Linked DNA regions of Mus musculus: regions 2, 3 and 4 are each linked to region 1. The links are chromatin contacts, called in public HiChIP or PLAC-seq and Micro-C maps. All regions are on one chromosome and are shown on one strand. Each heading gives the region's core, a stretch centred on a gene start, on an enhancer-like site or on the middle of the called end of the contact. The rest is flanking DNA. Distances are from core to core; before and after follow the strand shown. Region 1 holds the start of Inhbb (inhibin beta-B). Region 2 has its middle 29 kb from the start of Gm41934. Region 3 holds the start of Ptpn4 (protein tyrosine phosphatase, non-receptor type 4). Region 4 has its middle 21 kb from the start of Gm41934.

What was found. Hi-C and Micro-C count contacts between places; a contact is called where the count stands out from the background. HiChIP or PLAC-seq counts read pairs in DNA pulled down with a chosen protein or histone mark.
Region 2: a contact with region 1 is called in an H3K4me3 HiChIP or PLAC-seq map of stem cell-derived neural progenitor cells, with 52 read pairs. The contact joins the enhancer-like site here to the promoter of Inhbb in region 1. A contact is called at or near these places in 19 of 39 promoter capture datasets (the 3T3-L1 cell line, 3T3-L1-derived adipocytes, the C10 cell line and 11 more), 5 of 15 datasets of contacts at CTCF or cohesin (embryonic stem cells, hippocampal excitatory neurons and stem cell-derived epiblast-like cells), 137 of 484 Hi-C or Micro-C datasets (the 3T3-L1 cell line, 3T3-L1-derived adipocytes, the AML12 cell line and 61 more), 27 of 115 datasets of contacts at active chromatin or transcription factors (SST interneurons, VIP interneurons, astrocytes and 16 more) and 3 of 9 other capture datasets (adipose tissue, liver and pancreatic islet).
Region 3: a Micro-C map of embryonic stem cells shows a contact between it and region 1, with 4 times the contacts expected there. The contact joins the promoter of Ptpn4 here to the promoter of Inhbb in region 1. A contact is called at or near these places in 2 of 484 Hi-C or Micro-C datasets (both in embryonic stem cells) and 1 of 115 datasets of contacts at active chromatin or transcription factors (astrocytes).
Region 4: an H3K27ac HiChIP or PLAC-seq map of embryonic stem cells shows a contact between it and region 1, with 8 times the contacts expected there. The contact joins the enhancer-like site here to the promoter of Inhbb in region 1. A contact is called at or near these places in 2 of 39 promoter capture datasets (the SN4741 cell line and embryonic stem cells), 18 of 484 Hi-C or Micro-C datasets (the HL-1 cell line, brain, embryonic stem cells and 7 more), 15 of 115 datasets of contacts at active chromatin or transcription factors (craniofacial prominence, embryonic basal ganglia, embryonic forebrain and 7 more) and 3 of 9 other capture datasets (adipose tissue, embryonic stem cells and liver).

Annotation. Positions count from the first base shown.
Region 1 is chr1:119,418,976-119,423,939 of GRCm38.p6, forward strand. It overlaps Inhbb (inhibin beta-B), which reads right to left and starts at 3,273. Exons shown (of 2, transcript NM_008381.4): 1 at 1,652-3,273. The coding sequence starts at 2,111.
Region 2 is chr1:119,095,651-119,100,265 of GRCm38.p6, forward strand. No RefSeq gene overlaps it. Among named protein-coding and RNA genes, the nearest start is that of Gm41934, 29 kb to the right of the region's middle. Within about 2 kb of position 2,536, at least 12 of the 459 cell types and tissues checked have an H3K27ac peak or open chromatin away from gene starts, as enhancers often do. A contact at or near this core is called in the P5424 cell line, cerebellum, oligodendrocyte precursor cells and 1 more, where this site is marked.
Region 3 is chr1:119,834,138-119,838,731 of GRCm38.p6, forward strand. It overlaps Ptpn4 (protein tyrosine phosphatase, non-receptor type 4), which reads right to left and starts at 2,934. Exons shown (of 27, transcript NM_019933.2): 1 at 2,765-2,934.
Region 4 is chr1:119,145,425-119,150,704 of GRCm38.p6, forward strand. No RefSeq gene overlaps it. Among named protein-coding and RNA genes, the nearest start is that of Gm41934, 21 kb to the left of the region's middle. Within about 2 kb of position 2,252, at least 4 of the 459 cell types and tissues checked have an H3K27ac peak or open chromatin away from gene starts, as enhancers often do. A contact at or near this core is called in embryonic stem cells, where this site is marked.

The DNA.
Region 1 (4,964 bases), core at 2,023-4,522:
CACCAAGCCCCCCCCGCCCCGCCCTAGCCCCTTCCTCAGCTCTCACTGGCTCCTCTAATAACACTGACGTCTGACTTTGAAAAGGGGGAAACTGCAGCCTTAAAAGCTGCTCTTGGCCAAGCTGCCTGTGACCTGAATCTGTTATTTATAAGTTAAAGAGCTGGCTCCGTGAATCGGACCAGAAATATAACAGCCCCCGCTGTCATTTTGTGCCACCGGGACCAAAAGGCCTCTTGACCTTCCCGAGTCACGTTTCCCTTCTGGGCCCCAATGCACCTTTTAATCCAAGCCCTCTAATTGCATGTCGAGCTTTCCCTGACTCTGGCGGACAGCTAAAATGGCAATGTATTTCTTTCTAAGCACAAACCGGCCTTGATTGTCTCTGCCTTTCTCCACACCCGGCCATGCAAAACTTTTCATCCCTTTTTATCCCCAGCAGCAGCACAGGCAGGGTCTGCCCGATGCCTGGGAGAGTAGAGGGGCATTCGCAGCCAGGAGCATAGCTGATCCCCCCTCCTCTTCCCAGGCTCCCTGCTTGTCCCCCACCCTGACTACATCGGGCTTCCCCCTCTGCGACCTTCTCTGCAGTCCCCTCTGCACAAATGGGGCTGAGCTCCCAGCACAAAAGCCAGCCTGGCTCATTCAAGTCCTGAAAAGGACAGCGATGTCTAAACACTTACACCGTTTCTGCCCGGGAAATTTTCCTCCTTTTTAAACTTCCCAAAGATTTTTTTCTTTTCTTTTTCTCTGAATTTTATATTTAGATAGTGGACAGAGCTTTGCAACACGGGGCCTGGGAGGACATTGCAGAAAGGAATCCCACTCTTTGTTAACTACAAACTCTGCCCCTCTTCCCTGGACCAGAGAGGGCTGCGGCTGCTGCCAGGCAAGCCTAAAGGCATGAGGCTGTTCCTGAGCCGCTTCTTTGCGTAAATGATGGACCTGTTGAGAAGCTGCCTTCCGCCGACTCTGGTGCCCACACAATCGGAAGGGAGGTTGCCTAGCTCTCCCCACCGATGCTTCAGCAATCCTGGCAAGCCCATGCCGCCGGGCGACGCAAGCGGCCCCGGGAGCCTCTCTCTCTCTCTCTCTCTCTCTCTCTCTCTCTCTCTCTCTCTCTCTCTCTCTCCCTCTCTCTCTCCCTCTCCCTCTCTCTCTCTCCCTCTTTCTCTCCCTCTCTTTCTCCCTCTCTCTCTCCCTTTCCCTCTCCTCTCCTGCCCACGTATATCAACAAGCACACACATCTCCATCTCTACACTGCTAAGCCTACACTCGGATCGTGGGAAACAAAAACATTAAGCAATCACTAAGCAAGTGCCCGCAGAGCCAGGGCTGCGCGCATCTGCCGGGAGGGGGACGCGCGCCCAGAGGCGCTGGGGCCCAATTCCCGTGAGCCAGGATGAAGGGCAGGGTGCTTCCCAGTTGCTGCAGGGAAAGGGAAGCCGCAAAGGATCTGTAGTCTGGGCGCGCAGTATAGAAAAGGACTGCCACCCTGGGAAGCGCGCAAGGCCACCGCAGAACGTCTCTGCCCGGAGCCTAAATGCCCTCGGGGCGTGCGGGCTGCAGAGGCGGTGAAGGCAGCAGGGCTTCCTAGGAGAAGGAAAAAGGGAGGGATCGCGGCCGCCTCTGGCTTCCCTGTGGCCGAACCCACCTGTCTCTGCAAAGCTGATGATCTCGGAGACGCGCTCCTGGCCGTCGGCGCCCGGGCTGGCGTGGCCGTCGAGGTGCGGGATCTCCACGCGGCCGTCCTCGCGCACCTTGCCGGCGTGCAGCTTGCGCAGGGCCGTGACCATGGCGGCCTTGGGGACAGCGTGCGTGATGTTGGGCCGGCCCCGCAACTGCAGGCGGCTCAAGATGTGTCTCTTCACCGCCTCCAGGAAGTCACCGTCCACCCGGCCCAGCTCCTCCGGCCGCCGGAAGCCGCCGCCGCCGCCACCGCACGACGTACAGGTGTCCTGCGAGCCACCCGGAGCTCCGGGTGGCGGGGGCGGGGGCGGCGCAGCGGGCGACGGCGGGGGTGTGGGAGAGCCCCAGGCCTCGGGTCCCAACCAGCCGGCCACCAGGAGCAGAAGGCAGGCGGCCCCCAACGCCCGACCGGGCAGCCCGTCCATGGTGCGCCGCTGGCGACGAGGGCGCCCGCCGCGAGGCGAGGCGAAGCGAGCTCAGGGCCGGGCTCCGGGCTCTGGGCGCACCGCCCCGCCCCGCCCCCGCCCGGGCCTCCGCCCGCCCGCCTGCCGGGAGCGCCGCCGCCGGCTCGCAGGGGGAGGGGGCCGGCCGGGCCGCGGGGGTTCCCGCGCGGCCGAGAAGGGGCGCCGCGGGGACCAGAAGGGAACGCGGGCTGGCGGTGAGGGGGTGGGGGGGACCGCCGGGTCAGTGGCGCGCTGACGACTCGGGGCGCCTAGGCATCTGCAGCCTGCCCATCCTCTCCGCGTCGAGGGCCACCGCAGCCCCCTGATCGGGGTGAAGCGAAAGCGAGGAGCGGCAGCAGCGGTGCTGGCACGGTGGCTTGGCTCGGCCGGGCTGGAAAGGTGGAGGGAAGAGGCGGCAGCGGGCGCAAGTCGCTCTGGAGACTGAAGCGAAGGTGCCGGAGACCCCGGGCGCGGCGCTGCGGAGGGCGCTGCGGCTGGGGCCCCGCGACCGCACCTGAGCGCCTCGCCCTGTCGCTGCTCGCAGCGAGGACACGGCCGCCCGAGGCAGCGGCGGTGATGGGCAGGTCCTTCTCCCCTGCTCCGGGCCGGCGGGAGGAGAGAGAGCTGTGCGGGGGAGCGCCGCTGCGCGGGCCCTTCTTACAGGAGGTGCCGAGCCCTCCTGGGCGGCGGGCCCTGCAGTCCTCCCAGCGCGTCACCCGGCAAAGTTGTCTCCAGGCTCCCCCGGGCGCCGCATCCACGGGCGGGCGAGCCGCGGCGCGCTTCTCCTGGGCCTCTGCTCCTCCCTGCTTCCCTGTGCCTGGCCGCCTGAGCGGGCCGGCCGGGGCGGCGGAGGAGGGAAAGGCGGTGGCAGGGCCCTTCTCGCCGCTGTCTCTTCTGCCTGCCGCGGCAGTGGCGGCCAAAAGTCTCTCTGTGTCCCCAGAATCGAGTGCCCTGGCTCGCGCTCCCACTGGCACACGCTGCAGGGCCGGGGAGAGAGCGAGTCGGCGGTGGCGGTGGCAGCAGCGTCCCCGCGCCCAGCCGTGGCTCGGAGTGCAGAGCGCGCCCGAGGAGTTCTTCGCTTTGCCTTCTCTTCCTTTCCACTCCCTGTTCTTTTTTTCCCGAGGGGTAAAAAAGCCGCACAATCTCCGTATGTGCGCGCGCGTTGAGATAGACGTTGGCAGGAAAAAAAGGGGGGAGGGGGAGTGTCGTCCGGGCAGTGCGGGAGGAGACGGTCCGCGCCTCCCTACTCGGGCGTCCCGGGGGCGGAGGGGGAGGCGGATTCTGCAGGTCGCTGCTGCCTGATCCTCCTCCCACCCCCTCTTCCCTCCGCTCTTTCCCTTTCTGCCTTGGCGAGGAGGGGCAAGAAGGTTCTCTCCACCCTGCGCCCCCCCCCCCGCGATGCCAGGCCACTTTTGCTACCTCGAAACTTTCCCACCACGTGAGTGCTCCAGACCCTCGCCCCATGGGGCGATGGATAAATGGCACCGACACGCTCCTGGTGTAGGATCCGGGTGCTTCTGGACACCCCTTACTCAGGGCCACGAAAGCCGCCCCCCGCCCCCGTCCCAAATTGTCGCCTTTCACAACCGGGACGGGCGACCCTCTCTCGCCGCAGCTGCCCCTAGAGCCTTCAAGGGACGATCTTTCGCTATCCAATCTGCTAGGTGGGGGTGGGGAGTAAGTTCGAATGCAGCAGAGAAGAGGTGCGGCTGGATGCCACCCTCGGGCTACAGCGCCCTCTTCTAGCGTCCGAGGCCGCTGTCCCAATGGGCGATGGGTTAACCCCCTGGGCTAGAAGAGTAAGGGAAGCGGAGGCTGCTGGAGGCTTGGCCAGCTCTGCTGTAGTTGGCCCGAGGGTCTACCTGCATTGTTTGGGAACCCATCTTTGAGGACCCAAGGTCTCTGGAGGCTCAGGGCTTGCCAGACTGTTGGGGTCTCCACTGTCCCATTCGTGTCTTGTCACACTTGGCCTCAGACAAACCCAGATTCTAATGAAGGGCTCAGGTACTACCGGATTTGAATCCAGTCCAACCTCACCTTGCCCTGCCTCTTTCTCTCTCTCTCTCTCTCTCTCTCTCTCTCTCTCTCTCTCTCTCTCTCTCTCTCTCTCTCTCTCTCTCTCTCTCTCGGCTGTAAAGGGGCACTGTGATACCTGCACCACACTGGTGCTTTGGGAGGTCCAAACAGACTAAACCAACCTCGCAGAAGCGGATATAAAGATGGTTCTGGGACGCTCTTCTGGCTGCCAGTAATGGGTGGGAGTCTGACTCCCAGTACTGACTAGAGAACTGCAAATGTACCCTCTTCTTTCTGTCTCTTTTCCCGACCCTACCTGGGTCTGGGACGACAATGCCCACGGGGCACAGTTCCCAGAGACCAGAACACATTGCCTGCAAACAGCCCCCCCCCCCCCTTCCCAGGACGCTTACCCACAATAGGCTCACCTAACGACAGGCAAGACTGAGAGGTAGACGCATGGATGGTTCTCTTTGGAATCGGGACAACCCTCCCTAAAGACACCTCAGACTTGGGGAGGGGGGTCGTTCCACCAACATCCATTGCTTCCCAACTTCCCAAGACAACCCTACCCTGTGGACCTTAGCCAGAACAGCAGTTCCGCGGAAGCACGAAAGTCTGGGAGCAGAGCGCCCCCTCTCTCCCTGTAGGAGGAACAGACCAGAAGTCTGCGGGGCAAAACTAGGGCGGGTCTGACTTAACCAACTCTGAGTCTGAAGCAAGAGCCCCTCTCCTTCCCGCCCCCGCAGAATCCAGACGATAATAGCCCTTCTGCCCTTAGGAGACCCATTCTTTGCTGTTCCTGTCCTGTGTCCTTTC
Region 2 (4,615 bases), core at 1,286-3,785, 320 kb before region 1:
GTGCCTTTCCCTGCTAAGCCATCGGTTTTTATACAGACATTGTGACCCAAACTCCAGTGCTCATGCTTGCACATCATGCACTCCATCAACTGAGCTGTCTTCTCTAAGCGCTGCTATTCTTGTTATCGTTGTTATTAAATGCTATGTAGAATGCACGACATCCCCCCCCCCCGAGTCCCAACTCCAGTTTGCATCTTATTATTATCCTCTACCCACCATCTTCAACCTGGGACAGTCCTTACCAAAGTGTTGGCAGGACGGTCACTTCTGTGAGGTCAGTGTTGACCTGGCTCATGTGCTACGGTTTGCACAGTGCCCAGGAGGAGGTAGTGTTAGCTGCTTGCCCAGCCTCTCTGTGTGTGGAAACCTGCATAAGGAGTCCATGTGCATGGTAGCTCAGTAAGGCCTGCTGTTTCCCCGCATGCTGTGTGTGGGCTGCCCGGCCTGGGCTGATCTCGGCCAGCCAGAGCTAGGTTGGTCTGTATGATGCACCCCTCCCTCCCTCCCATCACCTCCAGAGTCAGTTTCAGTAAAACCTACCCATGATACATCCCAAACCTGGACTCCTTCAGGGTACCTGAAGTCTGGGAAGGGTGATATCTCTCAGAATCTATGCTTCTTGTCTGTATGATGGGGACATCAGAGCAGAATATTGCCATACTTGGTGTCTGCCCGGAAGTTTCCACTGTGGTATCTGAGAGGTAGGATTGCAGAGTGGCCATGACAGGTCTCGTCTGCACTCAGTAACATCTGAGGAGCTGGAAGTGGGCACATGCTGCAACCCAGAGCCAGCCATCAGGCCTTTCCTAGGCCAAGTGAGGGGGCATAGTCGCCCTGGGGTCTGCACAGCTAGTATGTGGGCCTGGATTCTGTAGCCAGATAATAGCAAGCTTCTGATGTATGAATGCATGGTGCATGTCGTGGCTGTGGGCTCATCTGATAGAGTTCATTTTTTGTTTTTGTTTTTGTTTTTGTGCGCGCGCGCACACACACACACACCTCCAAAAAGCTGGTCATGCTGTAGCTGGCGTGGCAACTACTCCGGGTTAAAAACAGGAGGATATCAGCTTGAGGTCAGCTTTGGCTACCCAGAGAACTCCCCTTTCAGAAATAAAGCTTAGGTCTGTGCAGGAGGTTGAAGCAAGCAGGCCGGGTTCTGGGGGCCTGAGGGCTCTGCCAGGCCTGTGGCTGTGGACCCAGCTCACTGCTGATGGAGTCAAAGGGCATTGTGGATGAGTGTGTCCCCTCTGAGGAGGGACTGTGGATTCCTACAGAGGTGGCTGGAGCAGGACTGGGGCTCTGCTAAAACCATCTCAGGCTATTCAGTTTGGGATTAGAGAGGAGAGCAACAGGCAGCCAGTCCCAGGTGCCCCTGACCCTGCAATGTCATTGCTCAGACAGGAAGTGGGCAGAGTGACACCCTCAGCTCAGCAGTTCGGCTGGACGGACTTGAGGCTGCCTAGACTTCAGACCATAGCCCAGGGCAGCTAGGGTGTGTGCAGAGGAAAGAGAAACGGCAGCTTCCTGTCCTCACACCAGTATCCAAACTCAGGACAGAGTCCAAGGACTCCACTCAAGACAGCATCGGGCTCTTTTCCTGTCTCTTAAACATGATACTTAAGCTATAGGCAGCCAGTGTACAGACGTCATGGTGGGCTCAGGGATTCTGGGATGTCACTTCCACTCTCTCTGTCCTTCCTCCCCCTTCTCCCCTCACACCTTTCCTTGCCCTCCTCTCTCTTCTCTCACCCTCTCTCCTTCCTTCCAATCTTTCATTTCCTCCCTCCTTCCTTTCCCAACATATAGGAACCCTCCCTCAGTGCCTGGCCTTGCCTGGGGTGTGGACAGAATGATGGGAGACAAGCAAGTGGGTATGCATGGGGCGTGTGTGTGTGTGTGTGTGTGTGTGTGTGTGTGCGCGCGTGCGCGCGCGCTAAGGCAAAGCAAGTCTGGGCTGGAGCATGAAGCTTAAGTCAGGGAACGTTGGGAAGGGCAGGCAGGAGGGCCGGGCCCCAGCTGGGGAGGCCATGCTGGTAAGCTTCCCTCTGAGGTTCAAGTTTAAGGTCCTCTTTGAGGCAGATGAGGATTGATATGGAGGAAGCAGAGCTCTGAGTTCCTGTCCGGTTCTCTACCTCTGTTCCCTATGGTCCTGGGTAGTGATCTTCCCAGGTATAAAATGGGACCAAAGACACCCACGTGTGAGCAGGGGCTGGGGAACTGAGGTGGAGCCACCTGCCTATAGATGCCAGGCTGCAGTTGGTGAAATGCCCCTCACCTCCTTGGTTCCAGTAAGGGCAGGGAGAGGAACCCAGGGTCTGCTCTTGAGCCCAAAGAGCAGGCTCTCCAGCTCCCCAGGTTGGTCCCCAGGCAGCCTGGCTCAGAGCCTCACTTTCTCAGGAAGGCCAAGTTACCGAAACAGATAAATCAATCTGTCAAGATCAGCCTTGGAGAAAGACTCTCTCAGCTACCTCAGCCAAGAAGCTCAAAGGGGAATTGTTCCCGGAGCCCGAGGAGGAAACAACAGATAGTTCTTCGCAGCTCTTCGCCTGCGGCCTTGCTGCCCAGCCCCCCTCCTCCCTTCCCTGGGCTGTAGAGAACACCTGTGCACCGGGGATCAGCCAGGGACAGCACCGCCTCTCCTTCTGGCTCCCAGGGCAGTGCCCAGCCCAGAGCCACCGTTGTGAGAGAAGGGCAGAGCCACTGTTTGGCTCCTGTCCTGGTTTTGCCTGGAGACCTTCTCTGGCCCCCGTGTGTTTGGTGGCCCTTGGCATTAGGAGGGTCACACGGCTGGAGGTGGGGCTGGCAAGCAAACGCCCATCTGGACAGACTCCTGTTCCGAGCTTGAGGTTTGGAAGGGATGGGGACCAGAGAGGCTGAAGACAAGCCGAGACTAGGGAGTAAGGAGCCCAAGGGGTCAATCAGTCCTCCAGTGCTCCCTAAAGAAAAAGGTTGAGGATGGCTTGTTTCTGAGGGCAGGGGGGACTCCAATCTGGAATCACAGCCAGCTCTGCCACTTGGCAGCTGGTGACATTGGGGCAAGTCATTTGTCTTCTCTGATAATCCCTTTCTTCACCTGGAGGCTTGGTGTTTGATGGGGTCTTCTGGTGAAAACAGAAGGTCTTGACCTGGGGGTCTCATGCTGGGAGCACTGACTGCAACAAGCAGCCATGTTGTTTCCTTGTCACGGAACGGGAAGATTCTACACAGTCACTTGACATCCATTTTCTCAATCTTGGAGGGGGGTATCATAGGGCAACTGAGGCTCCCAGTTTGCTATTTGGGTCTAAAGCTGTGTTACAGGAGTTTAGGGGGCCCCAAAGCTAGTGTGGATATATGTGTGTTCCCACGCATGTGCACATGCTTGTATAATGTATTCACATGTATGTGGGGGTGTATGTGTTCTTGTCTGTGCTGGAGCTGGAGGCGAACACCAGGTTCCTTTGCTATCACACTCTGTCTTATTCTCTTAGGATAAGGTCTCCTACTGAACTTGGAGCTAGGTTGGTAGCCAGCAAACTCCAAAGGTCTTCTAGTCTCTGCATCTTCCAAGTGCTTGGGTAACAGGTACACGGGGCCATGCCCAGCCTTTTACATTGGTTGAGGGAGCACAACTCAGGCAAGGAAGCCTGCCTACTGAGCTATCTCCTGAGCCTGCTATTCCTCAGTCTGCTCCACGTTGCAAACACAAAATGGGGAGGTCCAGTCAGAGGAGACAGGTAGGTGGGACCTGAGCCCAGACCCCAGCACATGTCTCTCTTGCCCTTGTGATGCTAGAGTGGCTGGCTGATCACAGCTTTAAGAAAAGAGACTATGGCCAGAAGCAGAGGAGGGGAGGGGGGAACATCAGAAAGAAGTATTCCCAGAACTGATAGGCAGGGGGAAGGAGCTCAGGGCACACCTGGGTCTGCGAGGTGCGGGACTGACTACCCAGCAGGTTGCCATGCTCCCAGAGGCTCCAGGAAAAGGGTTCCTGGGAGAAGAAAGACATTCAGTGAAAACTGGAAAAAGTGCCCTGGAGAGGCCGAGTGGTACTGTGGACTGTAGAATACTTGAGTCAGAGGGTCCAAGGGTCCTCACAGAGCCTGCAGAAGAGGCAGTCAGGGACATGGATCGGCCATCTAGAAACACACACAAGTGCATGCCCTCCTGCATACACACATTCACACATGTGCATACACACTCAAGTGTACACACACATATGCACATAATGCATGCTCACACATGCACACACACATGCACACACACACATGTGCACACACACTCGCACGCATGCACAAAGCTACATCTGCTGAAAGGGGACACGTGAAAGATGATAGTACAGTGTCGCCAGCCTGGGAGTGTCAGGATAACGTCATTGAGGTGAGGGGGGCCTTGGGGTGCGGCACATGCTTCTAACTTCCTGGGGGAGAAACTTGCCACTGTCAGGTACACGAAAGAACTGTCAAAGGTGCACGAAACAAGCCGTGCAGATTGTGAAACTTAAGCCTCACTTGTGTTTGTTTGGTGACAACATTGCAATCCACAGATGTTCTCTCAAGATGAAAAGGAGCAGCTGCCACAGATCTCTTCATTGTGACCTCCGTCATCTCCTGTGTATCACCAGCCTCTGTCTCCT
Region 3 (4,594 bases), core at 1,684-4,183, 410 kb after region 1:
ACTTTGTTACATGCAAAAATCCAGAAAAAAATACCAAAACTCAGCTCAGTTTGTAAACCAGTATATTTCTATCAATAAGCAAATTTCATTGATGAGTAACAATGTCTATTTAGCTACATTAATTCATAATGCATAGACTTACATTCCTAACAAATTCACAAATTTTGCATTCCTAGTATGAAAAAAATTCAAACAGACCTTTAAACCATTTGCCCTTAAACATCTACCAAACAAGACTAGACTCCTACATGTTTTTTAAGGTTTCTTGCTTTTAAACAAAAAAAACTCTCAGAGGAGGAAAGAAGTGCTCTCAGTAAGCATCTCCTTTAAATTATCTAATTCGTATTTTGCTCCTTAAAGATAATTCACTCAAAAACCTAACTACTGGTCTCCCTTTCAGAGTTAAGGAAAGGCCATATATACTAAATAAATAATCCACACTATACATCATTTTAGAACTCTATTTGCAATACATAAAATTAAAACATTTCAGGTATACAAACCAGAGTACTTAAGAATCAACAGAGTTCACATAAGTTTTCTTAAAATCTGAAAAAAGTTTCTATTGCTATCACACAAAAATTTATTACTGTCTCATTTTATATACTAAAAAGGTGGCACCTATGCCTAAACTGATAAAAATCTTATTAATAAGATTCTATAATTTTATTAAAGTTCTTTTAAAAATAATATCCACAACTGGTCACACTAGAACCGTTCAAGTGAATCTTCCTGAGGCTGCATTCTAAGTACATCCGACCCAGAAAGTATTTTTAGCAAATGTGTTCAATAGATGCTGGTGTTATGCCTAGCTTAAATTAGAAATTAGTGTCATAAATTTAAAGCAACAATGTTACTAGGAACGTTTTAAAGCTACTAAATTAGGACATGGTGGGGGAGGAGAGAAGACTTGACACAATTTACCACCACCTAGAAGCCATTAGGAACCCAAGATGAGAACCAAGTGAGTATATTCAATCATCTGTTACTACTTTTGAGGAATCTCTGATCTTCTACCTTAACAAACTGTAACCAACTCAGTATTAAGAAAAACTATTAAACCAGTGATGATTCCTTGTGTTTAAAACAATCTTTTTAGCAAATGTTTAAGGAGCAGGTAAATACAAAACACTGTCATGTACTCATGTACACATACAAACATAACTACGTAGATCTTAGAAATCAAGATCACATTCATGCACATGTGCTATGACAAAATATGAACAAAGATAAGAATGCCATAAAAATGTGAAGAGACACAAAAATAGCTTCTGTGTTAATTGGAGCAGAAATGTATTCTGACAAAAAAGGTGGCATGACTGATCGTATGAGTGAATAAAATGGTTCTAGACAGCTCATAAGCTTCTCCTTGTAAACTGGCTTTTTCTTTAAAAGAGTATTAAATTTGTAATCCTCAAATTCAAGATTTAAATAATATATCTAGGTTATAGTCTACTAGGTACTCTGAATAATTGTTTAAGGTCATCCCTCCCGTTTTGGAAAACAAGTTTTCCCCTTTGACACACTTATGTTTGTTCACAAACCCAGGGTTCTCAAAAGGCTGCCATATTTGCCCTTCCAGTCTTCTAGTCTGACTTTACAAGTCAGATACATTAGCTTTTCTTGTTTTTCCTCCACAGCCATCTTTTAAATGTGACCAAATAACTGTGTTATTTCATCTGGACCCAAGATCTGGTCACACACTCAGTATTTCTTGAATTGCTTATTCCAAAAGTTAGGTATGACTAGTCCTCCTGGAACAGGCAGTTTTTAAAACCCCCTACGTAGTCCTTGTCCACACTGATGTCACTCTGTGATGCAAAGCCAAACATAAAGTCTCTGACATAAGTTTCAGGGAAACATCGATATGGATTATCATTGAAACTGTAAATTGTTCCATTACTTTAGAAACCCCAGCAAATGCATCCATACATGCATTTAACTACCTACACACACACACACACACACACACACACACACACACACACACACACATCTAGCTTTTCTTGAATCTCTGATTGAACTGATTTCCAGAAATCGTCCTGGGACAATTGAGGTGTCTACGCTTTGGTAAGCACAGTTCCTGTCCACAAAGGATAATCATACGCTCCATTTTTCCTGTAAGTAACTATAAAACAAACATTGACACCGAAACAAAAATGTAAAGCCAGAAAGCCACAAATGACTGTGCTTAACATTTTACAAAACCCCACAAACACCGATCTGTTCTTGACTACATACTCACGCTGAATCTAAACATCATGAAGGTAGGGACGATTCCAAAGCAGCATGAAAAATCTAAGTTCAGATGTTCTACATCTCAACTTTTTGGGCCCAACTACTGATTCCTAAAAGCAAGTATAATACTAGCAAGTCACAAGAGACTTTCAAGTTCAATGGAAGATAGCGTGTGTTCCTACCGCGTGCGGAAAAAAAATAAAGATGCTTATATGAGTCAATTAACCTAACATTAACAATTAGAAAAAAGAATCCCACAAATGAAATACTGAAGATTCTCCAGCCTTACCTTGAGTTTAGGAACATTTCATCTCCGCATCTATTCCACCCCTTCTCCCGTGCACTCATCCCTAGCAGATTTCAACTATAAACCCCAGGAAGATTCGAGTGCTCCGACCCACTAAGAAAAGGGAAGTCGATCGGGTAGTCTGGCCGCCCGGCTCGGCGAGCTTCAGGTGCGCGCCCACGACCTGCAAAGGGGGCCCAAACAGGCCGAGCGAAGGACCGCCCCAAGCGCCTCTCTTACCTTCGTTATCACAGCCGCGTCCTCCCGGCTGGAGAAAGGGGGGGGGGGGGGGGAATCCAAATACAAAAAGGCAGGAGGCCCCGGGCTCGCGGCCGGGTGAAAGAAGCGCGTGGTCCGCGTCGAGGTGCTCGCCCTCAGCGTCCCGAGAACAGCCGCCGCCACAGCGGCCGCGCCACGGCCGCGGGCCGCCTGCACCCCGTCATCCTGCGGGGCTGCGGCGGGGCTGGCGTGCGCGGGGAGGCGCGCGCTCGCACCTCGCGGCGAGATGAGCTAATCCCTTCACACGCGCCCCGAAAGTGCCGCGGTCCCCGCAAGCTGCGGGCCGAAGTCAAGTCTCTTTCAAGTCCCGGAGCCCCGATTTCTGACAGCTCCCGGGAGTCTTAAAAGAACAATGTCGCGTCCGCGGAGCAGGGAAGCGCGCGCGGCGTGAAGCGGCGGGTGACTCCAGGGAGGCGGCTCTGTGTGAGAGTGCAAAGGAGAGCCTCGGTCACCCTCCTCCTCCTTCTCCTCCTCCTCTCCTTCCTCCTCCTCCCTCGCCTCCACCGCCTCCTCCGTCTCCTCCTCCTCTCTCAAGCACACCCCGTCTCCGAGGCCGCAGCATAGCAACCGAACATGGCGGCTGCGCAGCCCCCGACCAGTCAGAGCCCCGGAACGGCGGCCTCGGCAACAGGAGGCGGTCTCGCGAGAGGTGAAGCCACGCCCTCTGCTCCGCCTCCTTCCCGCCTCCTACCCGGTTTCGGAGCGCGGGCGCCTGCCTAGAAGCACTGGTACTCACAGGTGCGAGAGAGACGGGATTTAGCGGGTTGGGAGGGGAGGGCGTGGCTCTGTGTCCACACCCCATCGCCAGGCAGCGATTGGTTCCTTGACTGTCAGTTCTGCCCCTCCTCCCTCTTCTAAGATGTACTTACTGACGGACTCTAGGGACACAAAAGAGGGGCAATAGCACAGAGTGGGGAAACTCGACCTCCTGGCATCAGGTTGTCCCAACTAAGTGCTAATAGAGGGTATAGGCTTTGAAGTGCAGTTTTCAATCAGTTCTCCTAAACATAAGGCCCTTGAAAACAAAGCCTAAGCAAAAGACGTTTCATGGATAAAACAAAGGATAGGTGCTTTCTGTGTGCAAGGAACACTGCTTTTTAAATCAAAGTCGTTCAATCATTTTAAGAATGAGGGTTGGTATTATCATGCCATGACCTTGAGGAGGGTATACCCTTAATATTTTCTGGGTAATACAAACTTGATGATGATAGAACATTCCTATAGAATAGGTGACCTCAACTAGGATCAAATGAAGGAAGGGTAAGTTGGGAGGACCCTCACATTTCCTCTTTGCTTGTTTTTCGTTTTTGTTTGTTTGTTTGTTTGTTTTACATTTCTTTATTTTGTATACACCTAAAATATGTGTGTCCATCTGTCTGTGTGTCTGTCTGTCTATCAGAGGACAAGGTTTGAGAGTTGGTAATCCTATGTGGGTCGCAAGGATTGAGCCAGACTTGGCAGCCAATTCCTTTCCTTTATCCTTTGACCCACCTCAAAAGTCCTTGACGTTTTTACCCACTTGGGGGTGGGGGGGGTGCCCTTTTCTGTGGCCAGGGTTCTTGTTAGATCTTAATCTCAATCTCTGTCACTAGAGACCTTATTTATAAAAAATGTTTTTCCTGGTGGTAGTGATGAATGCCTTTAATTCTGCCATTTGGGAGGCAGGGGAAGGTGGATTTCTGTGAGTTCCAGGCCAACTTGATATACAGAGCAAGTTCCAGGACAGCCAAGGCTAGACAGAGAAGCCTTGTCTTGAAAAACCAAAATAGATAAATAGATAGATATATAAAT
Region 4 (5,280 bases), core at 1,002-3,501, 270 kb before region 1:
ACCTCATCTACTGTCCAAGATCACGTGCATCTCTAATGGCGTAGCTAGGGAAAGGAATTGGGTGCACATGGAAGCACAGCAGGGTGGCAGCAGTCTTGAAGAGGGAATTTATGGGGACATGTCAGCTTCTCATCAGGGAAGAGGGGCATCTGGACAGTGTTGTAAAGTCTTGGCAACAGCTTATGTCTTACAAGTGTGTCCGGCATGATGCCGTCAAGCCACATGTGAAACTGGATAGTTCCGAATGTGGCCTCACACAAAACCATAAAGCTACTGCAAACATTATAAGGGTTTCCTTTCTCCCCCTCCCTCCCTCCCTCCCTCCCTCCCTCCCTCCCTCCCTCCCTCTCTCCCTCCCTTCCATCTCAGCAGTAGTAACTGGGCGGGGGTGTTCTGGAGCACAAACTTTGAAGAAGATGACATTGTGACATGATGTTGTCATCTGCAAAGTTCGTGTTTGAGGACCATGTAATCAAGTTACAAACATGCCCAGTTCTGGTGAGTGACTCAGAGGTAGAAGAACCTGCCACCAAGCAGCCTGGCACGCTGAGTTCGATCCTGGGGACCCACATGGTGAAAAGAGAAATTCTACCATTGAAAGTTATTTTACCACCCACCCCCCACACAAAATAAATATGTATAAAGGTTTGTTTTGTAATCACAAAAGAGGGCCAGAAAGATGGCTCAGCAGTTCAAACACTGGCTGTTTTTCCTGAAGATCTGGGTTCAATTCCTGGTGCCCATGTAGTAGTGGCTCACAACCTTCTGTAACACCAGTTCCAGGTGTTACGCACATGTGTACACACATGTGGTGCATAGACATTAATGTAGGCCACACACAGACACAAACACACACACACACACAATTTTAACATTTTTTCACACACACAAAGAGTCTCAGAAGGTTTGAAGTGAGTTTATACTTTTGTGTTGGGCTGCACTCAAGGCTACCCTGGGCCATATACCCATCAGGTCAGGCATACTCGTACTTGAGTTGAGCAGTATTCTATTGTGTATAAACGACTTTACAGGTTTCCCCTTGTTTCATGGGAGGTGTAAGCTGTGAATGGGGTAAACACCTGAAGCAGCCATTATAACTTGTGATTAAAGACTCACCAAGTTGTAAGATGGCATTAGAAGTGTTTGCAATGGTGACCTCAGTCCCAAGGGCTTGCAGAGGGGACAAGCCCAAGGCTAGCTTCAGACCTGCCTCTTCTCCATGTGAACCTCAACTGGGATGCAAGACAGCAGGTAAGGCCCATTCTCACCAGTGCCCATGGAATCCCAAACCATGGGTGGTGTCGGTAGCCTAGGGCTCACCAGGAAGCCAGGGAGGCACACACAGCAGGGCCAGACTGAGTGTCTCATGCCTGTGCTGGTCTTTCTATTTCTTGGACTACCTGGACAGAGTCTTGCTTCACCTTTGATGAAAGAAACTGAGGGCAGCTGTGCCAGGCATGAGTGACCGCCTGCCCCTGCCAGTACAAATACACCACTTTAAAGCAATCACACAGCACTGTGCCATGTCAAATAGGGCATTGGCATCTGAGTTCACAGTGGATTTTTGAGGCCAGGGGCCTTCAGCAAGCTTTGCAGATAGCTTAGGGGATATCCAGACAGCTGGGAATCAAGTCTTACTACCACAGGCCACTTTTGTGAACGAACCCCTCTTTTGCTGGGTTCCCTAATCCTCAGAGATGCCACAGAGTATACAGCGGGACAACCCAGGAGTGACAGTTGGTGCTCATTGTCAACTTGACAGAATCTAGACTTCTGTGGAAACAGATTTCTGAGAGAGTGTCCAGGTGGGGTTAACTGAGGAGCCATCTTAACTGTGGGCAGTATCATTCCTTGGACTGGGGTACTGTGTTAAACAAAGGGAGACAGTGAGCTGAGCGCCAGCATCCATATCTCTCTGCTCCTGTCTGTTATGGATGCTATGTGGCCAGATGCCTCAAAGCTCCTGCTACAGGTCCCAGACACGGTGAACTGTATCCTCTCAAACTGTGAGTCAAAATAAATGGGTCTCAGGTAAGTTTCTATCACTGCAATGGAGACTACAGACAAAAGCAACTTGCAGAGTGAAGGGCTTACCTCCTATTGCCATCTACCACAAAGTGGGTAAGGGCAAGAACTCAAGGCGGGAGCCTGGAAGCAAAGGGCATGGAAAATGCTGCTTACTGCCTTCTTCCACTGCTTTCTTACTCCACCCAGAACCACCTGCACAGGGATGCACCACCCACAGAGGGGTGGGCCCTCCTATATCAATTGTTAATCAAAAAAAAAAAAGTCCCCAAGGACTTGCCTACAAGCCAATCTGATGGAGACAAGTTTTCATCTGACATTCCCTCTTCCGGATATGTTTGCATTTGTATCAAGTTGACAGAAACCAAACTCCTCCTCCCCAAGGCTGCTTTTTCAGGTGTTTATTCACAGCAAAGGGCAAAGCAGCTAACACTAGAAGTCTGGGAGCTCTAGCCTCAGCCTCACGGCTCACCCACAGCACTGTTTAGACATGTCTGGAGTTCTCATCTGTCAAGTGGGTATAGAATCCCAGGCTTGTGTAAATGATGTGTGTTGTATATGTGATCTGTATTCTATGCACATGTGTACTTTGTGTATGTGCAGTGTGTGTACACTCTGTATACGGTGTTCTAAGCATTGATATGCTGTGTGTGCAGTGAATATATGTGTATATAATCTATGAATCTATGAAGTATGTGTTCTTGGGTCCATTTTAAGTGTATAAGTATAGTCTCTCTCTCTCTCTCTCTCTCTCTATATATATATATATATATATATGTAATTGGTCTGTGTATTGTGTGATCAATGTACACAGGTGCTGTGTGTATATGAAGTTTGTGTGCACATGTGTAGTCTGGTGGTCAGTGTGGTATACATTGCAGTGTGCAGTATGTATTCAAAACAGTGCAGCCCTGGGAGAGTAGCCCTTCACCATTCTGCATTGCCTGCCCTTGACAAAGGGTCATAGCACTGCAGGTATAGGGAGGACCACTCCTATCCAGCATCTCTCCTTACCTTACCTCTTGCTGTTCTAAGTCTTCCTGATTTGCCATTGGCCTGCCCTTCCCCATTCTCCAGAACCTTGGGGACCCTCCCAGCTCACCTTCTTGCACCCCATGGCCAACAGTTCAAGTCTCATCCCTGTGCTGTCCAGTATCCCCTTCACATCTCACAGGGGCTCCAGGTTTTCTTGGTATAGGGACAGCTCAACTCAATTCAGGTCTGGCAACAAGACATTGGTGACATCTCTATCTGGCTGTCCCTTTGTCATGGAGCCCCAGGCTGAGGGTATTATGACAGGCCCTTTGGCAAGCCTTTCCTGGTTCCCACTGATGGTGGGTAAGGAGCGTTTTTCCCTACAAGGTGCACATCAGCTGGTGACAAACACCTCTCTTACTGATGTCTTACTTAGGGTTTCTATTACTGAGATAAAACACCATGACCAAAAGCAACTTGGAAAAGAAAGGGGTTTTTTCAACTTATAATTTCATACCACAAACCATTATCAAAGGCGGTTAGAGCAAGAACTCACAGCAGAATTGTGGAGGCAGGAACTGACATAGAGGCCATGGAGGGCACTCCCTGCTGGCTTGCTTCCTATGTTTTGCTCAGTCAGCCTTCTTATAGCACACAGGACCACCAGGACAGGGGTGGCGCCACCCAAAGTGAACTGTCCATACTCATATCAATCATCATTCAAGAATATGCCCCAGAGGCTCACCCACAGGCTAATCCTTTGGGGGCAGTTTCTCAATTGAGGTTCTCTTTTCCCAAATGACTTGAGCTTGTGTCAAGTTGATGTAAATCCCGCCTGCACACATGACCTTCTCCCGAAGCTACGCAGAAGTGTACATTGTCTGCTGCTTGGAGCGTATCCCTCACCACCGTGGGATGGAGAGGTGGGAGGACAGGAAACAGAAGGCATTCAGAGTGGTGAGGTTCTGGGATTACAGGTGTCATTTGGTCCTGAGGACAACCTATCCTCAGCACTACTTATTGTTGGGGTTGTCTGACGAGCCCCTTGAGAAACACCTTGCTCCAGTCTCTACCTTCTTTCCTAGACATGGCCAGCAACCCATTCCTCCATTTATGCATCTCTGCCCTTGCATTCCTTTAGCCCTTGATGTCCCTTCGTGTACTCAGGCCAAGTGTAGGTGGCGTCACTGCATAGTCCCCTTGGGCTGCTGTCTATGGTGGCAGCTGGCTGCAGGTGACATGGACTATGAAAGTGACGCCCTGTTTCCAGTACATCACAGGGACATTTCATGTGGGCTCCTGGGCTGTACCCTTTATCAGCCTCCTGCCAACATCATCTGGCCACTTTGACTTGAAGTGTGGCTCTAGTATGACAGGCAGTTAGAACTGAAAAGATCACAGGTTCCCGCTGGGTTCCTGGGGTGACTTGAGAGAGATGTTCTCCATAGTCTCTAGCACCTTGGACACCTGGCTACCAGTTGTGGCGCTGTTTGGGCAGGGTTGGGGGGAAGCATCACTAAGGATGGGCTTTGGGGATTCAAACCTTGAAGCCTTCTCAGTTCCCTCTCTGGTTCTTACTTGTAGCTCAAGATGTAAGCCCTCAGCACCCAGATCCATCCACCATGCCTGCCTGCTGCCACAATTCCCCATCGTGATATATTCTCCTCCCTCTGCATATGAAGACCAAATAAACCCTCCCTTCTATAAGTTGCCTTGGTCACAGTGTTTTATCACAACAACAGAAAAGTAACTAGTTCAGTCCCCAAAGCTGGGAATTCATGATAACTCCTGAACCCCACACGGGACAGGAACATGTCAGGGCCAGTGACCCAGAAAGCTGCAGAAGTGGGCAGGATGATTGTTTCTTGGTAAATAGTAGGACACAAGAGACTGACATGAAAGGCTGGATTTACCAGAACTTTGGGAATCCCCTTGTCTTCACCACCTCAGCAGTGGGTGCATGCACTCACACCCTTGCCCTGGGCTTACAGTCAAGTGCTCTCACACCAGCTGTTCTTGCTTTTATTTTATGTGGGTTCTGGGGTCAAGCTCAGATCCTCATGACCATTAAGTCAATGCTTTACCAACTAAAGCATCTTACAATCTTCTCTTTCCCTCCAGTTTTCTCCCTCTGTTTCCTTCCCTCTTCCTCCTCCTGTCCCCTGCTTCCTCTCCATCCTTACTTCTCTCTTCCCTCTTCCCACTCAACCCCACCTCACTCTGCTCTCTGCTGAGCTCATCCCAGCTGGTGGAATTGACCCCAAAGACGGCCATAGGGTA